Linked DNA regions of Mus musculus: all the other regions are linked to region 1. A link is a contact called in public Hi-C data. All regions are on one chromosome and are shown on one strand. The core of a region is the stretch at or near the end of the contact, and the rest is flanking DNA. Distances in the headings are between cores, read along the strand shown.

The links. Hi-C and Micro-C count contacts between places; a contact is called where the count stands out from the background.
Region 2: a Hi-C map of cerebral cortex shows a contact between it and region 1, with 2.0 times the contacts expected there. The contact joins two enhancer-like sites. A contact is called at or near these places in 1 of 39 promoter capture datasets (hippocampal neurons), 14 of 484 Hi-C or Micro-C datasets (the N1E-115 cell line, Sertoli cells, cerebral cortex and 6 more) and 2 of 115 datasets of contacts at active chromatin or transcription factors (embryonic stem cells and stem cell-derived epiblast-like cells).
Region 3: a contact with region 1 is called in a Hi-C map of forebrain, with 2.8 times the contacts expected there. The contact joins two enhancer-like sites. A contact is called at or near these places in 3 of 484 Hi-C or Micro-C datasets (cerebral cortex, embryonic stem cells and forebrain), 1 of 115 datasets of contacts at active chromatin or transcription factors (double positive thymocytes) and 2 of 9 other capture datasets (adipose tissue and pancreatic islet).

The regions. Positions count from the first base shown.
Region 1 is chr11:35,280,588-35,285,477 of GRCm38.p6, reverse strand. All of the region lies in intron 4 of Slit3 (slit guidance ligand 3), which reads right to left. Among named protein-coding and RNA genes, the nearest start is that of Gm46277, 4.9 kb to the left of the region's middle. Within about 2 kb of position 2,122, at least 81 of the 459 cell types and tissues checked have an H3K27ac peak or open chromatin away from gene starts, as enhancers often do. A contact at or near this core is called in cerebral cortex and forebrain, where this site is marked.
Region 2 is chr11:35,392,927-35,397,816 of GRCm38.p6, reverse strand. All of the region lies in intron 4 of Slit3 (slit guidance ligand 3), which reads right to left. Among named protein-coding and RNA genes, the nearest start is that of Gm46277, 110 kb to the right of the region's middle. Within about 2 kb of position 2,241, at least 19 of the 459 cell types and tissues checked have an H3K27ac peak or open chromatin away from gene starts, as enhancers often do. A contact at or near this core is called in cerebral cortex, where this site is marked.
Region 3 is chr11:35,176,035-35,180,924 of GRCm38.p6, reverse strand. Slit3 (slit guidance ligand 3) reads right to left here. Exons shown (of 36, transcript NM_011412.3): 3 at 3,071-3,142. Among named protein-coding and RNA genes, the nearest start is that of Gm26070, 36 kb to the left of the region's middle. Within about 2 kb of position 2,689, at least 37 of the 459 cell types and tissues checked have an H3K27ac peak or open chromatin away from gene starts, as enhancers often do. A contact at or near this core is called in cerebral cortex and forebrain, where this site is marked.

The sequences.
Region 1 (4,890 bases), core at 873-3,372:
TCCCCACCCATCTGATTCTCTCTATACTAGAGCTCATGGCTTATTCCTTGGATTTGGTACAATTGTGTGTTTAAGTTTGCTTAAGGTCTGTTGTGCCCACAATCTCTAACCCTCTTGAGGAAGGGACCACTTCTTGTTTCGACCACTGCTGTATATGCAGTTAAGGCCATTCCTGGAATGTAGTAGGTGACCACCACACTCACACTCTTGCTTTGTGATGGCAGCAAGCTTGTGTCCCTCACCATGTGTCAATTTTCTCCTCTACAAATAAGGGTGGACTGGGTGATATCTCCTTAACCTGTGGACTATCCCTTCTTAGATCCATGAGAATAGCTCAACAACTGTCAACACTAATAATAATTCCACGACATGAAATGCCAAAGAAATTACTAGATGCATAAAAATAATAATTACTCGCCTATCACAGGTACTGAGGGTAAGTATTATTTCATGATACTCTCTGTGAGGGTGTGTGTGTGTGTGTGTGTGTGTGTGTGTGTGCTTCCTTGTTTCCTGGTCATGATACAACACTTTTCACATCATGAGATGCTGAAAAGCTTTAAAATTATGGAAATTGATGTGGGGGAAATGGATCAGTGGTAAGAATGTTGTTTTACTACAATAAGTATCTTAGTTCGGATCTCTAGCACTAATGCAAAACCCTGGTGTGCATGTGATGTCCTACACCTACACCTACACCTACACCTACACACACACACACACACACACACACACACACACACACACACTCACACATATTCACACACATGCACACATGCACATACAGCTGGAAAGTGATTCTAATGAAAGACAATCTCTAAGATCTGTGCTTGGTCCCAGCCTTGGCATTCTATGCCCCCCCCTTCCTTTCCTCTCACAACCAGGGCAATGAGAGGCAGGTCTAAGTCCAACAGGCTTATTCTCCACTGGAGCTGAGGAAGAGACTTTCAGGCAACAGCCTTGGGCCATGAAAGAGGCTTGTCACCCTCAGTCCTGCCTTTGGGATAGCCTAGGTGGGGAAAGACAAACTCCTCTTTCTCAGCACTGATCACCCTAGGCAGTCTCCTGAAACCCTCACTTAGGGGTGGTGAAAACGAGAAGGGAGACCCAGAAAGAAGTTGACTCTTAACCTCCTGATCAAATGGGGCTTAGGGATGAAGACAGCACCAAAGTCAAAATCCAATCTGTCTAGAACACCTCCCCTCCTCTCCGAAAACAGGCCTCATAGCAGGCTACCTAAACTGGGAAGGTAGCCTGGAACCTTGGAGGGTGACCTCACTGGTGGCCTAGGATCTCTTACACGAAGGAGCATGGGCTGTTGGCTTCTGTGGTCTAGTTTTACTCCAGCCAAAAGGAGCAGGTGTTTCCCAAGGTACTCTTTCAACCCTACACCCAGCCCTGGTCACCCCCTTACACAGGCCCAATGCCACCAAGGCATTTGACTAGAGCAGAGCTGGCTAGAGTTTCAGTATAAACAGCCCAGTGACCTTGGATGTTGGCTTGGCTATCCTCAGGCTTGGAATAGCAGGTAACAATAGTCTACTTGGCAGTCAGACTAGAGCACTCGGCACCAATGCTACGGGGTGAGCGGCTAACTTGACCCTCTAACTTGAAACCATGGTAACCATGGCTTGGCCTTCCTTTCAGTTCCTAAAAAGCCAATCTTGGGGGTGTAGGACAGGATTCAGCTTTCCCATTAGGAAAAACATGCCAATTATTCTGCCTAGAAAGAGGTGCTGTGTGTTTAAATACACACACACACACACACACACACACACACACACACACACACACACGCATACATATGTGTATATATGTATATGTGAATACATGGGGGTATGTACATCTAAAAGTAAGAGTTGTGCCATTAAAGCTCAAGACTCAGTCCTGGTACCTGGCACCGTCTTTTGCACTGAGCAGAAAGTCTCACCCCTGGGCAGGACTCCGCAGGGGCTTCCTGGCCAGGCCTGGCTTCAGAAGCATGGCGGCCTGTCTCACCTTGCCCAGCCTATGGCTGCAGCAGGAACTTGAAAAGACATTTTCTCATTGGATCAGCACTGACTTACATCTTACATCCTCTCCTCTCTCTTAATCGTTCTGCACCCCTCCCCCTCCCCTCACACCCTCCCACTCACAGGCACACATAGCAAAACAGCTTGCTTCAAAGCGGGAGGCAGGAGAAGGGTATCTATTTCTGGCAAGCTCCCCGAGGAGGCCTCAGGGGGCTGGTAACTTACTCGCCTCCTCGGATCAGCCATCCGAACAAGCCTTGCCTCTCCTCTCCGTGCCCACCCTGGATCTCAGACCACCCTGCCTGCTCAGCGGCTACAGGATGCTCTCCTGCCTGGGCTTTCCCTGGCTCGGTCCCCCTTATCCACATCCCCTAAGCAGTCAGTAGCTGTAGGGAAAGCAGCTTCTAGAACAGAGAGGGTCACAGCTCTGCGTCCCTTGAGCTGCCTTTCCAGGTCACACTGGCTGGTGCCACACTGACTCCCCTTTGTTCCCACCCACCAGCTGCACTCCTTTGTCCATACTAAGGAGCCTCCAAAGATTCAGGAATTCCAGTGTCAGAACTAAGAGGGCTCTTAACATGACAGGATAGTCACACAATAACAACCCTAAATCCAAGCAGAGGAGGACAAGGACAGTCTTTGAGGATGGATGCCTAGGTGTGATCCCCCATCCCAGGTACCCGTGAGCCAATGATGTAAACATCCCAGGCCTCAGTTTTCTCATCTGAAAATGGGCTCTGCACTGTGACATCAGTAGTAGATGCAATGAGCTCCTCTTTACAAGGACAGTAAATGTATCCCCTACCTCCTATGAGGTCTAGCTACTGAAGCACAACCAAAAATACACAGAAAGTCAGGCCCCGAGCACCTCCCAGGAGGTGAGATTACAGGCCTACAGGGGATGACTGAGCGATACAAAAAGCCAAGCCCGATTATGTGAAGTGAGGCCAGGTCTTGGGTGGTTCACACTGCAGCCCAGGGAATGCAGCATCAGCAACAGCATTGCCTGGCTTCCCTCCATCTCTCCCACACGCATGGGGCTTCTCTCTCTAAGCTCTACACTCCATTGTATCACCTGTACCAGAATCCTTGTGTTGAATTCTGTCTAGGGTGGGTGAGAAGTGCTGTGCCAATTAAACAAGACAGCACACACACACACACACACACACACACACACACACACACACACACTGTTTGAATTAGCTCAGCACACTGAGTTCCCACAGAGTGGGGATGCTCTGTCCCCACCTCTGTGACTCAGCTTGCCCTACAGAACTGTGGGTCCTGGCCCCAGCTCCCATTCTTGCTTTCCATACACAACACACCCAGGAATGTTTTGGATTCTGGGTATCCGAGCTATTGCAGTATTTGACATGCATGCCAAGAAACTGCTTCAGAAGGAAATGGCACCAGCAATGATATTTTGCAGAACTTTGTTCTGCATCAGAAATAATGACTGATGGGCTTCTCAGTGACACACTCCTCGAAGCTGTCACAGTGGAGAGTTACTGTCTCCCGAGGACCCCAGCCTCTCTAGCACTTTCTGGAGACCTTTCCTAGGCCAGACTCCTTTTTTTTACCCCAATGACACTATAAACAGAATTTTCCTCCTCTAATTTTGTATCAACAAACTTCTCCCAAGACTGAACACAAGTCCTTTGTGTTTGGTTTCTTCCTGGGTGCTTGGTGTAGGTTGGTTCCATTAAAACCTTAAAGCATCGGGCAGTCTTTTTTCAGGGACCCTGTGCTAAGCTAATTAAAGAGAAATAGATGCCATAGGGAAAAAGCATCCGTGGTACACTTACAGTAGGCTAAAGGGCCCACGAGTCGCTGTTTGCTGGATGAGAAGGCTGATGGACAAGATGGAACATGTTTTGCTATTCTTTGTGCAGAAGATGCTTTGCAAATGATTTTGCACGTATGGTACTCTCTCTTCCTTTCAGCTATTCTGTTCTTAAGATCCTCAGGTCTCAGAAGGATTCTGAGACCCTGGGAGGTAAGTGAGCTTGTCCAATACACACGGCTAGCTGGGGAGAACTGGCTCCACATTGACTGCTACTAAACTGACTCTATCAAGCACTAGCCAGACCCCTGTGGCTTCCAGTCAAGTCAAATGTGGATGGAAGAATTAGAGTAAAGTGGGAGTGAGGGAGCCACACCAGGAAGAAGTTAGTGATGGAGACAACGTTGAGATAGTGACAAGTTCACGTAGTGCCAAACTACAAGGCTGAGGCTCTTCTGGGAAAAGCCAGAGAACCTTTTCTATGCCTCTTGTCAGCAGCTATCCCTCTGTCCGTGCCTTGCTCAAATGAAGAATGCATTGGGAGAAGCCAATCTATCTGCCAGTGTCCCAGGGACCTGCTCCGTGCCAGATACCCTCATGAGCAAATATTGATATATTAACCGCAGCTCAAACACTCTAAGAGCAGCAAACACACTCAGCACGGAGCGGGTTGGCTGGCCTGTGGCCACCTCCCTGCAGCCCAGAGCCAGAAATGGGCTGTTCTTCCCAGTGGAGGAATCTCTGCAGGGCCTTTGAACTGAAGCTAGCTAGAGGACACGAGTCCAGGGGATACTAAAAAGAATTCTTGATGATGGGCAAGTGGCACAGGAGGCTGGAGATAGAACCAAGGTCTGTCCATAAAGAGCTCTGGGGATCGTCATCACTATCCTCGTGCAAGCTGCAGAGCTGTGAAATTAGGCCTGGAGGAAGAGCCTGGGGAATGAGAGGCTCTAGGGCCATGATTGTGATGCTGACAAGTCTAATGGATCCAAGTCTGACCCTGCTCTTGTTGATATTTACAGAGTAACAAAAGCCAGAAACTGCTTCATCTCTTTCTCTCTTCATGTTACTCCCTCTGCCCCTCAAGAAGAGAAT
Region 2 (4,890 bases), core at 992-3,491, 110 kb before region 1:
TGTAGATATCCACAGAGCCTTTCCTGAAGTGTTGAAATCCCTCATGACACCACTTTTTACTTTCCTCAAAAGGTTGAATTCAGAAATGCCTATGACTCCACCCTATTCTGACCCCCAGAAATCCATCACATAGACATTCCCCTAATGAACAAACAGTACAACAGTGGGTGCTTCAATGGCCAAATATGCATGGTCATGCTCCCCTGGGCTGGTAAGTGATCAGGCTACTCCATTCACACCCTAGAAGGGGTTAGGGGAAGACTGCTCTTGGTTTGGAGGGTCGTGGATACCAGTGTTTTGATGGCCTTGGCTGGAGTGAAAAAGCAAGTACGTCTGAGGTGCCTTGTGAGTGGGGTGGTCTGACCAGGGAAGGCTGTATGGTGTATAGCACACTCCAGCTCATGGCCTACCAAGCATGGGGCCCTTTCTGTTTCTATAGCATTATCCTATGAGTATTGTAGGTTCCTTCTGTGAGACAGATTTTTCTTGGAGCCATGAAGAATAGGGGACTCTCAGGAAATCCTGGTGACAGGAAGACACCTACTCAGGAATTCCCTATGTCTACTCTAGTCAATGGCCTTTGACTTTTGGATGTGACCGTCAGGAACACAGCACAATTGCCAGCACCCTCCCTTCCGTCAACACCCATGTTCTTCCAATTGTGATGCATGGAAGTTGGGCATGAGAATTCATACCAGGATCGGGATGAGCTGAGCTCAGATGCCCCTTGATGGGATGGAGCTGAAGAGAGAGGCATCCTCCCGCTGAGAACCATGACTCTAATTGAAGGTTAATCATACCATTTCAGTGTCAGACTTGAGCTGTTCTGCCTAGTTGTCCCAGAACTGGGTGGGGATTCCGAAACACCTCTAGGCTTTGCTTTATAGAAAATTAGTTGAGAACCCACAAAACCTGTAAAAGCTCTGCCTATGACCATTGTTGAATTGGCCTATTCTCCTCTCACGCAAACGCTTTTGCCTGCAATTCAGACTCATAAAAAGAGAAAATGAAAGAGTCACAGAGACTACTGCAGCAGATACTGAGGTGAGACGTGGCACCTGATGTCAGAACTAGGAATCGGAGCTAAGCATGGCAAATTCTAGTGTGCATGGGGCACGGAGCTCACAAAAGAATGGCAGGAAACTGCCAGGTGCAAACAGCCATGAACAGACAGACCTGTGGTTACTACCACTCTGAGCATCCAAGAAGTACTTGATAAATATAGATAGGATGAGCCGCATAATCACAGTCCCAAGAAACAGCTCTTGAAGCCAAGACTTTATTTCATGTTGGAGCTTTAGGCTCTAAACCACTCTTGAGTAATGTCTCCTGCCAATCTGTCACTTGAGTTGCTTCGGAAACCTTTCCTTAAAGGAATTCCACACCCATAAGAAGTTTATTACTCTGTCATCCCATTTGTTAGGCTAGTTGTGATACGTCAGAGGAACGTAAATAATCCCATTCAATTGAAAACAAAAAACAAAAACCAAAGCTTTCTTGCAAGCATTCAGAACTTTTGGCATCTCAAGCTCCGTCTGCATTTTTCCAAATGCTGGGCTGATTTTTTTCATGACTGTATGTTGAAAAAGCCATGAGGGGCGGGGTGCGCAAGACTCTCAGATGACCCTTCAGGAGAAACCTGTCTACATCTGGCTCTCCTCTGACACCTGCTGTATCGAACCTGTTTCCTTTGTCTTATCCTGGGAAAATGTACGTTTCTCGAACCGTCGCCACATATTCATCTGTAGACACCTTTCCCAACTCAACCACTTGAATAAATGACTCGGTTTGCTTGTAATGAACTTTTCCAGTTCAGCCTCACCAACAAAAAGATTAGATAAAAATTACCAAGTAACTGAAAGGTTCAGAAATCAGCTGCTTTGGCCTTTGTTTTTCTCTCCTTAGGTGTTTATGGTGGAGTGGGAATGGAAACTCGAACACAGACCAATTTCAGGTTCCTGTCAGCATCTCATGACAGGTCCTAGATAAACCCCATAAACTGTGAAAAATGGACAAGTCTTGGTTTTGATAACCTACCCTGGGATGAGGACCAAGAAGTTAAAGTCTCTGGATTCCGGAATTTTATCTCATGTGTTTTCCAGTGATTAATCCCAAACTTATCTTATTTCGTCAACAGTTCCAACAAGCCAAAAGGGACATTTTGGACGTCTGGCTGTAGCTCTTCTCTCGGCCCCAGCTTACCAGTGCCAAATGAAATGCTGATTAACCAAAAGTGCCCCTCCTCCCCCTTTTCCTGGCACGCGGAATTGCAAGGCAGCTATAGAGCAATGCTCTGGAGAGTGTAGACGTGGGTGGGAACTGCAGACAGGAGAGTTTTAGACTGTGGGGAAGGCACTGGTGTTGAAGAGGAATAGGAAGCAGGGGTCCAGGGGTGAGGTTGTGGAAAAGCAACGGGGCTGAGCTGAACAGCAAACATGAGGCGTTCCAGAGAACGCTGGAGAGAAGGGTCTAGAGGGAAAGGAGTGTCAGAAATAGGAATTGGTGGAGATTGAAGTCAGGTGGACAGACCTGGAGACTGGCTGTGAGGGGTGTAGTCCCAGGAACCACTGCCTATGATAGTGTAGGAGAGCCAGATGCTCTGATACTGGTGAGAGGGCAACAGACATGAGAAAGGAGTGACAAAGAACTGGGGGTCCGATTTAGAAACATCAGCTGGGTAAAGTAGGTTGGGGTCTAGACCCTTTGTGTTTTCCCCTTGTTTGTGCACTGCCCTAACTGTGTGCTTTTCTCCTCATCCCCGGACTCCATCCATCATCCATGCGCAGTACCATTCACCTACAGCATCTTACCCACAAAACCCTCACTTAGTATTCCTAGAAGCTTGGGTGAATCTCCCCCTGAATACCTGTGAAATACAAGCTCAAAACGCTGCTGAAATGAAGGCTTAAACCACACCCAAACCAGCACATGGCTAGAGAATGAGATGCTAGCCTCAGCCTCATGTCACATTGCCTCAGACCTCTGAAGGACAGGTGTACATTTGGGAAATCTGCCTTGGTTTATGGACCCTTAAGCTGATTGGGAGTTGGTGACCCATCCGGTCCCTTTCTAAAATCCTGGTCCAGGGAACCGACTGGAACCTTTTACACAGTTCTGAGTTGACAAACCTTTCACTGAAATCCTTTAACCTATCTGAAGCATATAGGATATAAACTTTGGCTTCTACGCAGGTCGAAGGTTACTGGGTAAATCTCTTCAAATCTCCCTGCAGCCTTACCAAGGGCTCATAGGAGGCTTTAGTGCCCTCTGTGGCGGGAGTCAGACTCAATCAGCTTTCTAGAATGTTCTATGGTGAAGGCTGCTCTTCTTGGCTCTGCAGGCCACCCTTTGTCTTTTTTGAGGTTCTCATTCAGTACTGGCCTTTGGGGAACTCTATGGGGCTACTATGCATGGACCAAAATGGCTAAGCAGTAGTGTTTGTGTGCGTGTGCGCACATACACACGCACACGCACACACACTCACTCAGGGCAGAACCAGGAGAAGTAAGCTGTGAGTCTGTCCTTCTCGGCCTGCTGCTGGGGGAAGAGCTGGGCTCACTTGTGCCTGTGATTGCTCTGTCAAATCAATTCAAGAGACCATAAAGATATAAGCACTGAACAGCACCATCACGGGACTCTTATTTTTTTCAAGGCTCCCTGCCAGATATAACAAGAATAAATATGAAATGGCTTCATACTCCAAGCATGAACTAATGTTGGGGCTGGGGCTGATAAGTAAGAAACAGCTAAACAGACTTTGACACGGTGACTCTGGAGAGAGCAGTGTTCTCACTGGAAGTGGGGGTGTGGGGATTTACAGGGGCTGTTGAGGACAGAGCTGTCTGGGAGAGGTTCCTCCCTCATAAAAAATCCAGGCCCCTGCTGACTGATTCTCACGTTAGGAAAACACGGGTAAATCACCAGGACAATCCAAGAATGGTTCCCTATGTGCCTTTTGAGCACTGCGGCCCTCCTTCCTTATCTGGTTCTAATTTGCTTCATGGGTGCTGTTCCCAGTCAATTAATTGAAAGGATTTTTGGCTCGAAGCCCATAACCCACCTGGAAAAAAACAAAACAAAACCCCCGAAAGCCTCATATTTTCCTGTCTCAGAGAAGTAAAAGGAACAGGACTCACCCCTTCCTGCATCCCTGCTGGGTCAGGAATGGGTGCCTAGGACACAGGTAGGGAGGGATAGCTGGCTGGACCTCTCTCTGTGCAGGGATCTGTGGTAAATCACTGGCTTTCAAAGTCTGAGGGAAAATAAGGCCATTATGAGGCTTTTAAGATCAACCATAATAGACTCCCTACAATTTGCTTCTCTTTGGCTGTCTTTATGGACCCCCTGGGCTTCCCTCAGTGCTTGGTCTGACACTCCCCAGCATGGTACTGAGGTAAGAGAAGGGTTAGGGGGCAGTTAAATAGATCTGAGGCAAACACTACCTCAATGACAGTCTCACTAGGCAGCCTTGGTCATACAGGTTCACCCCTCAGCTAGGGACTGAATGCTTGTGTTTCTAATAGAAGTCAGATGGCAAAACCCTGATGTCCAATGAAATGGGATTTCGGTGAGATCTCCAGTGACTGGATGAGATCAGGTGAGTAAAGTCCTTGTGATGTCTCCAGGGCCTCATGAGAAGGGCTCAGAGAACTTTAAGAGACAATGGGACAACAGGCTGGTCTAGAGGCCAGAAGAAGACCTTCACCAAACCTGACTGTACTGGTCTCCTGATCTTATCCCAGCCTCTAGAAGAATGGGAAGCAAATTCTTGTTTACAATTCATAATCTAGGGCCTGAAGAGATGACTCAGTGAAGTGCTTAACACATGATCATGAGAACCTAAGTTCAGATGGCCAACACCCATGTAAAAATCCAGGCACAGTAGTGAGT
Region 3 (4,890 bases), core at 1,440-3,939, 110 kb after region 1:
GACGATTACCCTTCTCTTTCCCAGTAAGCCCCCAAGAAAATAAGCCAAGAATAAAACACTCAGAATGGAAATTATCAAACTCCATTTACATTTTAGGCTGTTTTAGAACAGAGCCAATACAAAATTCTATTATGTAACACAGAGACATGGGTTAGGGGGACCCTGCAGTGTACTACAGATGGCATAGCCACCATCTACTTCTTCCGTGGTTAATAGCAAATATATTGCATTTTCCTATGTTGTGTCACTCAGTGTGACTGAAAGCAGACTGCTTGAATAGAAATCAGAGCAACAGCAGTGAGGATTCATAGCTTTATAGATTGTGGCATTTAAAATGTATATGCCTGTTCTCTCTCTCTCTCTCTCTCTCTCTCTCTCTCTCTCACACACACACACACACACACACACACTTTCTCATATAAACATGCACACACCCAGACTCTTTTCTCTCTCTCGAACACACTTGCGCGCGCGCGCACGCACACACACACACACTCATTCTCCTCTCTCTCTCTCTTTCTCTCTCTCCCACACATATAATCTCCTCTCTCGTGAGTGCACACACAAATGCACATGAGCACACAAAGAAACACGCAAATACACTCACTCATGCACACACACTTTCTCACATACACATGCACACACACACAGACTCTCCTCTCTCAAGCACACATGCATGTGCACACACACTCATACACACTCACTCGTGCACACAAACTCACGTGTACCTTGCTTACTCTGACGCTTACCAATGACAGACATTTCCCATCTTACCACCCAAGTATTCTCCAGCTCTCATGTAACACAAGTCTGATCGGCAACCTATCCTGTCCTAGAACTCAGGCACCTCTGCCAGTCTTCGCTGTATTTAACCATGGCTATAGTATACCGTACTGTCTAATATAACATGACTGGTCGCAGGCTGTAAGAATGGAGATGGTATATACTTCTCCCGGGTCTCACATGGAAACCTCCTGTACCCAGTTTCATTTCCTCACTCACTGACATGATACATTTGCACACTGCAACCCAAGATAGAAAGATGTCAGCATCAAGGCGTGGAAGAAGCCTGTCTCTGAGTGTATACTTGGAAGAGAGGCCCTAACAGGAATGTCATATTGAGTTTGTAAGAATTAGAGGTAAATTTCCACGTGCTAAGTCGCTGAGATTTGAAGGTTTATCTAGTACCGCAGCTAGCATTACCCACCTACTACACCAAAACAGACCAAGAGCTCAGCAAGTGCAATCCCTTAGTTCCCCAGGCACGCACGGTATTTTGGCCTCGTTCACCACTCCAAAGCAAAGGCACCTTTGCCAGAATATTTCCCTGAGCCTTCCTGGACTTGGATGGGTATGAGAGAAACTATTTGCAGGGCCATTGGTAAAGCTCGCACTTCATCTGGTGTCTGCAGCACAGGGCTATGAAAACAGGGTGGACTTTGATGTCAGACAGACGTGGCTGGGAACCTTACCCAGCCCTGACAACTCTTTGGCTTCAACTCCCTGGGCTTTTGTTTCTTCATCCGCAAAATGAGGGTAATGATACCTCGTTGTTGCTTGTTGTAATTTGGCAAAGAGGGTGGAATAAAAGAAGCCATCGCTTGTAAAACACACACACACACAGTCTCTGGTGTCCCCGAAGCACTCTCTAATTCCCCACAACAACCATGAAATTAACAAATTAACAATTTATTTACCCTTCTAATCAGAAAAACTAGGCAAGAGGGACCTTTTCCACACTGGACCATGTGTTTATTTTTCTATGTAAATGTTGACTATTTCACAAAGACTATTTCACTATTTCAACAAATACTTCTGTTTTCTTGGGTCACAAAAAAAAAAAAAAAAAAACCAAACACTTAAATTGTAGGAATCTTGAAAAATCAAACTGTAAACAAAGACAACGTAATTTTTAATAACTTTTTTCTTTTAGGAGAAACAAATGTTTTTACACTAGTGACAGCGAAAGCCATGCTGGAGTTTGATCCAGAAGAAAACACTTGATCGCCGTGAGGCTAGGACCTTCCTCGTTGCCCTGTGACCTTAAATAGAAGGACTTGGTGGGGAAAGGATGATGCATCACAAAACAAGGAAGTTGGTTCAGGCAGGCCGTCCTTTTCACCCAAACAAGTCTATAAAGGAGACTCGTCTCAAAGCAAGTGAGCTTTGGCAACAGCACCCAGGCGCCTAAGCAGAGCGGTGTTTCTCCAGGTAAGCTGGCAGAGCAATGATCTGTTGCAGTCCCAACCCCCAGTACAGCAGGAAGCTGAAAAGTCAGGGCAGCGGTGCTGCAGGGGAGGCACAAGATGAGAGGCCGCCCACCACCGGCATGACTAAGTGCTCTTGGGGACAATCCCCACTCAGAGGGCAGAAAGCAAATATCCAGATGTTATGAGCTGTCAGACGTGATTAACTGAGGAAAGGTGAAGCTGCCCACTTAACCATCCGAGCAACCTTTCTCATCAGAACGACCCCAGAGTTCTCTGCAAAAACATTCACTGGCGAAATAAATGGGAGGCTCCGCCCAACTCCAGCGTTTGCTGCCCACCCTCCATCAAGTCAGAACAGCGGCCTATTTTAAACCGGTGGCAACGTGTTCTCTCGTGGAAACGTGTGGGTTTCCTGAGACAGGCTGGCGCTCCGAGAAGCAGGCACGCGGAAGGCTGCGCCCACTCGCCCATCCTTCCTCTCCCACAAGAGTAGAAGCAGGAGTTCCAGGAGGAGCAGGGGGGGAACTGCTGCCATCTTCCATGGCATTAACTCACTCTTCTGGGAAAGGAGAAGCTGAGGTCAGGTTAGGAGTGTGGCCCCATGTAAAGAAACTAATGGATACTGGGAAGAAGAAACCAAGCCTCAGATGCTGGCCTCTGCATCTTCTCTAGAACCTAGAACAGGAGTTTAAACGGATCTCAGTGTCTATGTAACATACTTCAAAGCAACTTTAAATGTAGCAGAAAATATTTCTTCGAACGCTGGAGACTTGCTTTTACCAAGGTCACAAAACCAAAAAAAAATTCAGAAAGCATTTTTTTTTTTTTTTTTTTTGGACACCAGGTTGTGTTTGACTTACAATCTCTCCAGCTGCTTCAGATCCTGGAAGGCGCCTCTCTCGATGATGCTGACTTGATTGTCTTCCAGATGCCTAGAATCAGAAAGGCAGCCAAGGTCAAGGACCGAAGAGGGATAGGGGTCCTCATGGGGGGCACTAGGCTGTGCACTCATATCACATACTCCCTCCTAGGACCCCCTAGGAGGATTCAATTGGAATCACTCTGATGGGACAAAATAACTCACATCCCAGTGTAGTGTCACGGTAAAAAGGGATTCAACACCCGCACACTTCTACCTGACAGATTGGCTTCCATGTCTCTATTTTAAGAATGTTACCAGCAAATGTCCCCCAGAGCACTGCAGAATCATGCACAGAAGCAGAGGGGGCAAAGCTGCTCTTTGGGGAAAAAAAAATGCAGATTCAATACCTCTTCTTTTGGAGCTCCTCCTCCAAGGATTCCAAAATACTTTACTGAAAAAGGCTTTCCCTGCTCAACCTCAAGGGTGGAGTCACTGTGAAACAGCACCGTGGCTAAGACATCTAGTCTGGACCCAGGGATTCTCTCATGTAGGGCCAGGCTCATCCAAACCTCCTAAAGATGTTCACGAAAGCTGTTCCTATGTAGGCTACATCTTTGCTGAACCTTAAGTTCTCCTGGTAGATGATTAAAAATCTTAAACACTCTGCATGAATTGGATCCATGCATGCCGCATACCTTGAGAGTCGATGATACAATGAAACATTTGTTTCCCTGACTTAAAAAAAGAAAGCAGATTAAAATGGATTAGTAAATAATCATTAGCTGAACATTAGGGACAACTGCAAAGATGATGTGGGAATCCTGAGTGGGGAAGGGGCCAAGAAATGACAGGACTGCAGTTTGGGACATGCTGTTGTGATCGGAGGTTGTTTCTAGGAAGGAGGGAGAATTCAGGAACGGTCCCAGTTCTCCTTGGGAATGGAGGAAGCATGCCCTTGGCTAGGGTACATCTTCCCTCCAAAACAGACCTTCCATGATGGCCGTACCTCTTGGACTGTCCTAACCGTCAGCATGGTGGCTTCAGGCTCAACCTTTGTGCTTCATTTCCTCATCTCTTCCCAAGGAATAAAGGATGGACCCTGTCTTCATCATACTCCTGGACCCAGCACAGTGTCCTACCCTAACAGCCTACTGAATCAGAAGCACAGCCGTGGGCCTAGCACACACTGGTTTCCCATAAAGGAAAACGTGGGTCAACAATGTGAGGTTTCTATCAGGGCACAGAGGGGTAATTGGTTGGCACAAGTATTTAAATACATTTGTGTTTATAAATGTTAACTGGCCAGAAGGGCCATTCTATTGGCCAGACTCTTCAACTCTTCCAAGCTCCACTTATGCGACTTCTGTCCTGTGGAGGCCAGCTCCTTCCAGGCCACTTTCTTAACAGATAAAAATATAGTAGCTATGAATTTGCCCAAGGGGAATCACAGAGCTAATGAAAGGATTTCAGGCCCCCAGTATACTTTTAGGATAATGGCTTCCAACCTCCCCGATGCTGCTTCGACCCTTTAATAGGTACCCCATTTTGTGGTGACTTCTAGTCATAAATTTATTTTCGTTGTTACTTCATAAGCAAATTTTGCTACTGTTCTGAATCGTAACGTAAATATGTTTTCCAATGGTCTTAGGAGACTCCTGTGAAAGAGGCTTTTGACCCCCAAAGGGGTTACAATCCAAGGCTGAGAACCACTGTTTTAGGATCTATGCTTGATTTCTATTATTATTATTAATTATTATCATTACTATTATAGTTACTATTGTTTAAGTCATTTAATTACTTTACTACTGATGGAAGCTT